2 separate regions of the Mus musculus genome follow, and region 1 is linked to region 2. A link is a contact called in public Hi-C data. All regions are on one chromosome and are shown on one strand. The core of a region is the stretch at or near the end of the contact, and the rest is flanking DNA. Distances in the headings are between cores, read along the strand shown.

Evidence for each region. A called contact is a pair of places that touch in the nucleus more often than the background predicts.
Region 1: a Hi-C map of cortical neurons shows a contact between it and region 2, with 1.9 times the contacts expected there. The contact joins two enhancer-like sites. A contact is called at or near these places in 3 of 484 Hi-C or Micro-C datasets (cortical neurons, cranial neural crest and forebrain).

What each region holds. Positions count from the first base shown.
Region 1 is chr12:82,997,785-83,000,845 of GRCm38.p6, forward strand. All of the region lies in intron 3 of Rgs6 (regulator of G-protein signaling 6), which reads left to right. Gm31308 (a long non-coding RNA gene) reads right to left here. Exons shown (of 2, transcript XR_381770.3): 2 at 1,493-1,895. Among named protein-coding and RNA genes, the nearest start is that of Gm31308, 5.3 kb to the right of the region's middle. Within about 2 kb of position 1,682, at least 19 of the 459 cell types and tissues checked have an H3K27ac peak or open chromatin away from gene starts, as enhancers often do. A contact at or near this core is called in cortical neurons, where this site is marked.
Region 2 is chr12:82,859,714-82,862,804 of GRCm38.p6, forward strand. The region is part of intron 2 of Rgs6 (regulator of G-protein signaling 6); the gene reads left to right. Among named protein-coding and RNA genes, the nearest start is that of 1700085C21Rik, 78 kb to the right of the region's middle. Within about 2 kb of position 1,723, at least 3 of the 459 cell types and tissues checked have an H3K27ac peak or open chromatin away from gene starts, as enhancers often do. A contact at or near this core is called in cortical neurons, where this site is marked.

The DNA.
Region 1 (3,061 bases), core at 432-2,931, 140 kb after region 2:
TAAATTTAACTAAAAGTCAAGCTGGAATTTAAAGCTGGAATTCAAGGACAGCACACACTTGTGTAGTGTAGGACTTCAGCGTAGTGTAGGAAACTGAAGAAGTCCTTAAGACAACATATCAGTCTTTATCATTGAGGAAAACCAAACAAAAGGGTAGAGAGAGCCATAGTTCTTGAGAGCAGCTTTTCACAGGAGCTCTGTGAAAGGAGACAGTGGTGTCTCCAGATGGCAGTGCTGACCAGTCTGTTGGGAAGAAGGAAGGATATAGTATCATAGTGTCCATTGTAAATTTTTTTTCATTGTAAATCTTAATTGTCTTGGAAGAAAAATGTGATCTAATGCTGTCACATACTGTCTTAGTCAGGGTTTCTATTCCTGCACAAACATCATGGCCAAGAAGCAAGTTAGGGAGGAAAGGGTTTATTCGGCTTATACTTCCATACTGCTGTTCATCACCAAGGAATTCAGGACTGGAACTCAAGCAGGCCAGGAAGCAGGAGCTGATACACAAGCCATGGAGGGATGTTCTTTACTGGCTTGCTTCCCCTGGCTTGCTCAGCCTGCTCTCTTATAGAACCAAGACTATCAGCCCAGAGATGGTCCCACTCACAAGGGGCCTTTCCCCCTTGATCACTAATTGAGAAAATGCCTTACAGTTGGATCTCATGGAGGCATTTCCTCAACTGAAGCTCCTTTCTCTGTGATAACTCCAGCCTGTGTCAAGTTGACACAAAAGTAGCCAGGACACATACCTAAGAAATGGTCTCCTCAGATCTAGAATGTCTGAGTGAAAGACGTTCAGAGGGGAAAAAAGACTGGGGAGAGGTGAGGAATGAGGGAGGCTAGAGGTGGGGAGGGGCGAGGAATGAGGGAGGCTAGAGGTGGTAGTTCCCTGAATTCAGCATCTGCACTGGCTTCCCAGGAGTCTTGGTGCTTGTCTGAGCCAGGCGGCTCAACACGATCGCTGCAGGGATGAGAAAGCCTCAGAAACAGCAGAAGACTGGGGTTCAAGGCCTTTTGTGATCTCATCCAATGATTCATCCAATGATGTAACACTAGGAGTCTGGATTTCCACAAGTTGGCTGCATGAGCTTCCCAATGTCTCAAAGCTATCTCCCAGTGAGGCTGGAGCTCAAGCCAAGTGTTTTGGCTCTCATTCCAGGGCTAAGATATAGCAAGCAGACCCTTTGAGATCAGTGGTTCTTCCTTTCTGGGGCTATAGGCAAACATCAGTCATCGAGAGCTATTCTCAAGCTTCGTTCTGCAGGATGGTGTCCAGGGTTTAGGAGGCTGGGCTCCTAAGCTAGACGAAGAAGCTGGCATTGAGACATACCTTGCAAATACAAACTCGTGAATCAGTCAACTAAAACCAGCCCCCCAAACGGTTTGCTTATATAAATTGCCCTTGGAAGGAAGCGTTGCCGTATCTCACATAAGTGTTAGTTGTTTTTCTCTCCCACAGATCCTCACTAATTTATTCTGAAGACACTGCTACATTTCCAATTTCTACTTTTATTTTAAAGTGATTCAAACATTGGGGGAAAAGTTGAACACTGGTTTGGCTGATTGCTTCAGTAGTTAAGAATAACAGCTGTCGTGTTTGAGAAGTCATTAGCGGTAATTGGCCAAGGCAAAGGGGCGTTGGCCCTGCTCTCAGAGGGCATCCAACACACGTGACTTAATAGTTGCCCGTGTATTTTGATGAAGAAAGGCATTGAGCTAACTGGGTGCAGCTTCATCCACAGTGGGCTGGTGAGTCTCTCTCCTCCAAGAGGCCAGATGTTAATTCTCCAGCTCCTTTATCCCTCCAGCCCTCTGTCATCTTCTGATTCTTCTCCACCATGTCCTCCATCTGTCTGGTGTCTTTAATTATTCACTTATCGAGCTAATATTTCCTGTGCCAAGAAGGAATGTTAACAGCTACTGAAGAAGGTGGTAGATACTGTGAGAACAAGTCAAGGGTAACCATATGAAGTGTAGGGTCCAATGGAAGGAAATGTTAGGGATGAAATCACACACTTAGTGAATGCCTGGTGGTATTCAGGGGCGAAGTGTACCATAATAGAGAAGACAGGGCTGAGCAGTAAGCCAAGACAGGACATATGTGTTGGGGCTAGACAAGAGAGATGGCTGAAAGAAGACACCTAGGCCAAGGGAACATGTCACTGTTTGGGTCTCAAATGTCTCCCACAGGGTCATGATTTGAAGACTTAGTCTTTAGTTGGCAGTATTGTTTTTGAAGGCTGTGGAACATTTAGGAGGTAAGGCCTGGCTGGTAGAAGCAGGTCCCTGGGAACAGGCCTTTGAAGGTGATCCCTGGCTCTGGCTCTGGCTCTGGCTCTGGCTCTGGCTCTGGCTCTGGCTCTGGCTCTGGCTCTGGCTCTGGCTCTGGCTCTGGCTCTCTGGCTCTGGCTCTCTGGCTCTGGCTCTCTGGCTCTGGCTCTGGCTCTGGCTCCGGTCTGCATTCTCTGCTTCCTGGCCCACACAGTGTGAACAAGCCTTCCTGCCGTGCTCCTGCTACCATGAACTTGACCTTGCCTTCTCTACTACAATAGACCAAAGTCCCCGAAATAGGAGCCAAAAGAAACTCCTCTTCCCATAAGTCGCTGCTATGACACATTTTGGTCACAACAGGGAGAAAAGCAACTCAAGCAACTCGTACCAGGCAGCATCTCATGCAAAGTCCTCGTTATGGAAAGGACTCTGGCAGGGAGGATGAGCCAGGCTGCGGCCAAAAAACTGGGAGGAGTGAGGCCGGAGCCCGGGAGACGTGACTCTTGAACGCAGTGGGGGGGAAACGTCGAGGGCTTCAAGTGAGGGTGACATGGCCAAGTGGGAATTTTTAAAAGACCACAGTATCTGTTTAAGCAGAAAAGCAGAAATAGCAGTGAAAATGGGGGAGGAATAGGGGAGGGGCAGGAGAGGGGATAGGGAGGAAAGGGAAAGGGGACAATGAGAGGGGGGAGAGGAGAGGGAAAGGAGAGAGACAGGGAGATAGGGGAGAAGGGGAGGGGATGGTGACAGGGAGGGAGATGAGGAGAGGGGAGGAGAGAGAGGGAGG
Region 2 (3,091 bases), core at 473-2,972:
CCATAGGAGTTAGATGCAGCCTATCCTATGCTTCATATTCAAGTGAATTGACAGACAAAATAAGGCCAATAGACCAAGTGACCTCTGAGATTCATGTTAGTTGTAATATTCCATTGCTCTGTTATCTCTAGTTAAATATGCATAATCATTGAGCTCTTTCTTATTGGCGTACAACAGGGTATTGATCTCTACATAAACCTGAGTATGGTGCCTAGCTTTGGCTCATTTCCCTCTTTTAGTTCACAGTACTAGAGAACATAGGCAGACAGGACCATGGAGATGAATCCCTATAGCCTGCAAACAAATCAACAGGCTCAGGGAAGATGAGTGACTCTGACAGTTGTGACTCGGAGCTGGACCCGAGTCTCTTGTGAAGCATCTCCTACCTTCTCTGGCATCAAAGAGCTTGTGATCGATGCAGCGAGGAAGAAGCGTATTCACTGGGACTGAGAGCACTGAGCAGTGAAGATTACAGATGCTGCAGAGGTCTGGGAGATCCAAAGTCACTGCAGAAGTCTGAGGAGGATTAAGAAATCCAGTGTCTATAGTGGTGGCTCCCAAACTGGCGTTCTGTGGTATACCCTTGGAGTCCTGTGTCGCCTTCGAAAACAGGTATTGACGTGTACTGCCACACCTGCTGCTCAGTGCTAGAGTTTCTGTTTGAGCGTGTGAGAGAATGGGACAGTGTCCTAGCCAATGAAGGAGAGAAAGAGAGGGAACTGATTTGTAAGTGAGTGTGCATGGTAAGTGAAGAGCCAGTGAAGACAGGATAGGATGCTGGCCTGTCATCTGAGACAGTGACCGTTGTGGTTTTCCATTGCAAAGTATCGTCATCCATTGTATTACTTCAGTAAAGGTATATGTGTGGATTGTGTACACACACACACACACACACACGCATGCACAAAATAAAGTGTGTGAGAGAGTGTGGTGTGTAAGCACCACTGTGATTGGCCTGCCTAATTTAAGACAATGCTGGAAGTCTAAGATTTGTGAAAAGATGGCTTAAATGGATCCGTGCACTATTCAGAGTTGTAAACACTGACTCCTATAGCCTGTGGATCACAGTTACTCTTGAAGCTGCTGGCTTAAGGGAGGACTCATGTGTGAGTTCTTGTGAGTCACTTAGGAGACACTCAGTGTGGGAGCCTTGCTATGTGTTCCCCACAGTATGTGGCTGTTCCCACAGGCCATTCTGAAACCTGAAAAGGAGTTCCATTGTTTGGCTGACTGGAGGACTAAACCTTTGGTAAGATATTATGAGGCACAGGCCTGAGCCTGGGGAGGGGTGCTGTTTCCATTACTCATGATTGGTATAAGCTAGAGGTCAGCAAACTGGCCCACGGTCCAAATTTGACTCATTCTATTCTCTTGTAAATAAACGTATTGGATAGCCATTTGTGTAGAAGGTGCTTCTCCCACATGGTGGAGCAGTGGTTAGACTGAGCTCTCTACCACCTGGATGGGTCCTGTGGCACAGTCTAACTGTGACAGTCTCTGCACTGTTTGGGGATTACATGCATTTAATTTGTTTGATTCTCTAAAGTGACTTAATTAGCCTGTCCTGTTTGAGTAATTGAAAAATTCTTCTTGGCTGTTGCTTTGTGGAAGATGCATTGATTCCTCTAATAAGGGAATTCAGTCTGTTCTAAACATCAGTCACTACTTTCTTAAAATAGTTGGGAGATGGAGACTGGCAAGCTGTTCTGTTCAGGCTGCCCACCTGCCAGATCAGGCTTTAGGCTGGACCACAGCCTGGATGCTTGCTTGTGTTTTCATCCATAGCCCCTCCTGTCCTTCCGTTCATTTGTTGTTTTCTATCTTTACACTTTCCTATCTCATAGCCACATCAATCAAGGCTCTGAATGCTCAGCCTCATGTCCATCTAAAGTGACTTGAAATAAATCTATGAAAGGCTTAAAAGCTAATATCCACATAGAGAAAACATGAAACATTTGTCTTTAGGGGTCTGTGTTATCTCACACACTTGATGACTATTTCTAAATATTTGCACTTGCTCACCAATTTTGTAATTTTATTTTTTCTTTTTTTTCAAGATTTATTTATTTATTTTATGTAAGTACACTGTATCTGTCTTCAGACACCCCAGAAGAGGGCATCAGATCTTATTACGGATGGTTGTGAGCCACCATGTGGTTGCTGGGATTTGAACACAGGACCTCTGGAAGAGCAGTCAGTGCTCTTAACCACTGAGCCATCTCTCCAGCCCAATTTCATAATTTCATTTTTTCTTAGCAGCTGAATAATAATATTCCATTTTGTAAATGAACCAAATTTTCATTATCTATTCATTAGTTGGTGGACATCTAAAGTGTTTCCAATTCCTGGCTATGGTGAACAGAGCTACAATGAACATGGGCAAGCAAGTACCTGTGTGATAAGATGTAGAGGCCTTTGTGTGTGCCCAAGAGTAGTAAAGCTAGATTTTGAGGTAGATTGATTTTCATTTATATATATGTATGTATATATATATATATATATATATATATATGTATGTATGTATTTCAATAGTTTTCCCATTTGTCATAATATCAACAATGAATAAGTGTCCCCTTCACCAGAGTGGGTTGTCATTTACTTTCTTGACTTTGGCCTTTCTGACTAGAGGTAAGATAAAAATCTCAATATAGTTTTAATTTCTATTTCTCCGTGCTAGCTAAAAGTTGAACATTTAAAAAGTGTTTCTCGACTATTTGTGTTTCATCTTTTTAGAGCTTTCTGTAGTTCTGCACTCCATTTTTAATTGGGTTGTTTGTTTTCTTGATGTTCGATTTTTTCTATTTGCTTGTTTGTATTAGTTCCTTTTATATTCTAAATTCCAACCCCCTATATAATTGGTATAGTGGATAAAGATTTTTTTCCCATTCTGTAGGTTGCTAGTTGGCTCAAATGATGGTGTTTTTTAGCTATATAGAAGGTTTTCTTTTTCTTTTTTTTTCTTTTCTTTTCTTTTCTTTTAGTTTCATAAGGTTCCATTTATTAAGTGTTGGTCTGAATGTCTGTGAATGTCTATGCTATTGGTGTCCTGATAAAAATGTCTAATTTAAATAACCACAGAAGTTGGTTAGTT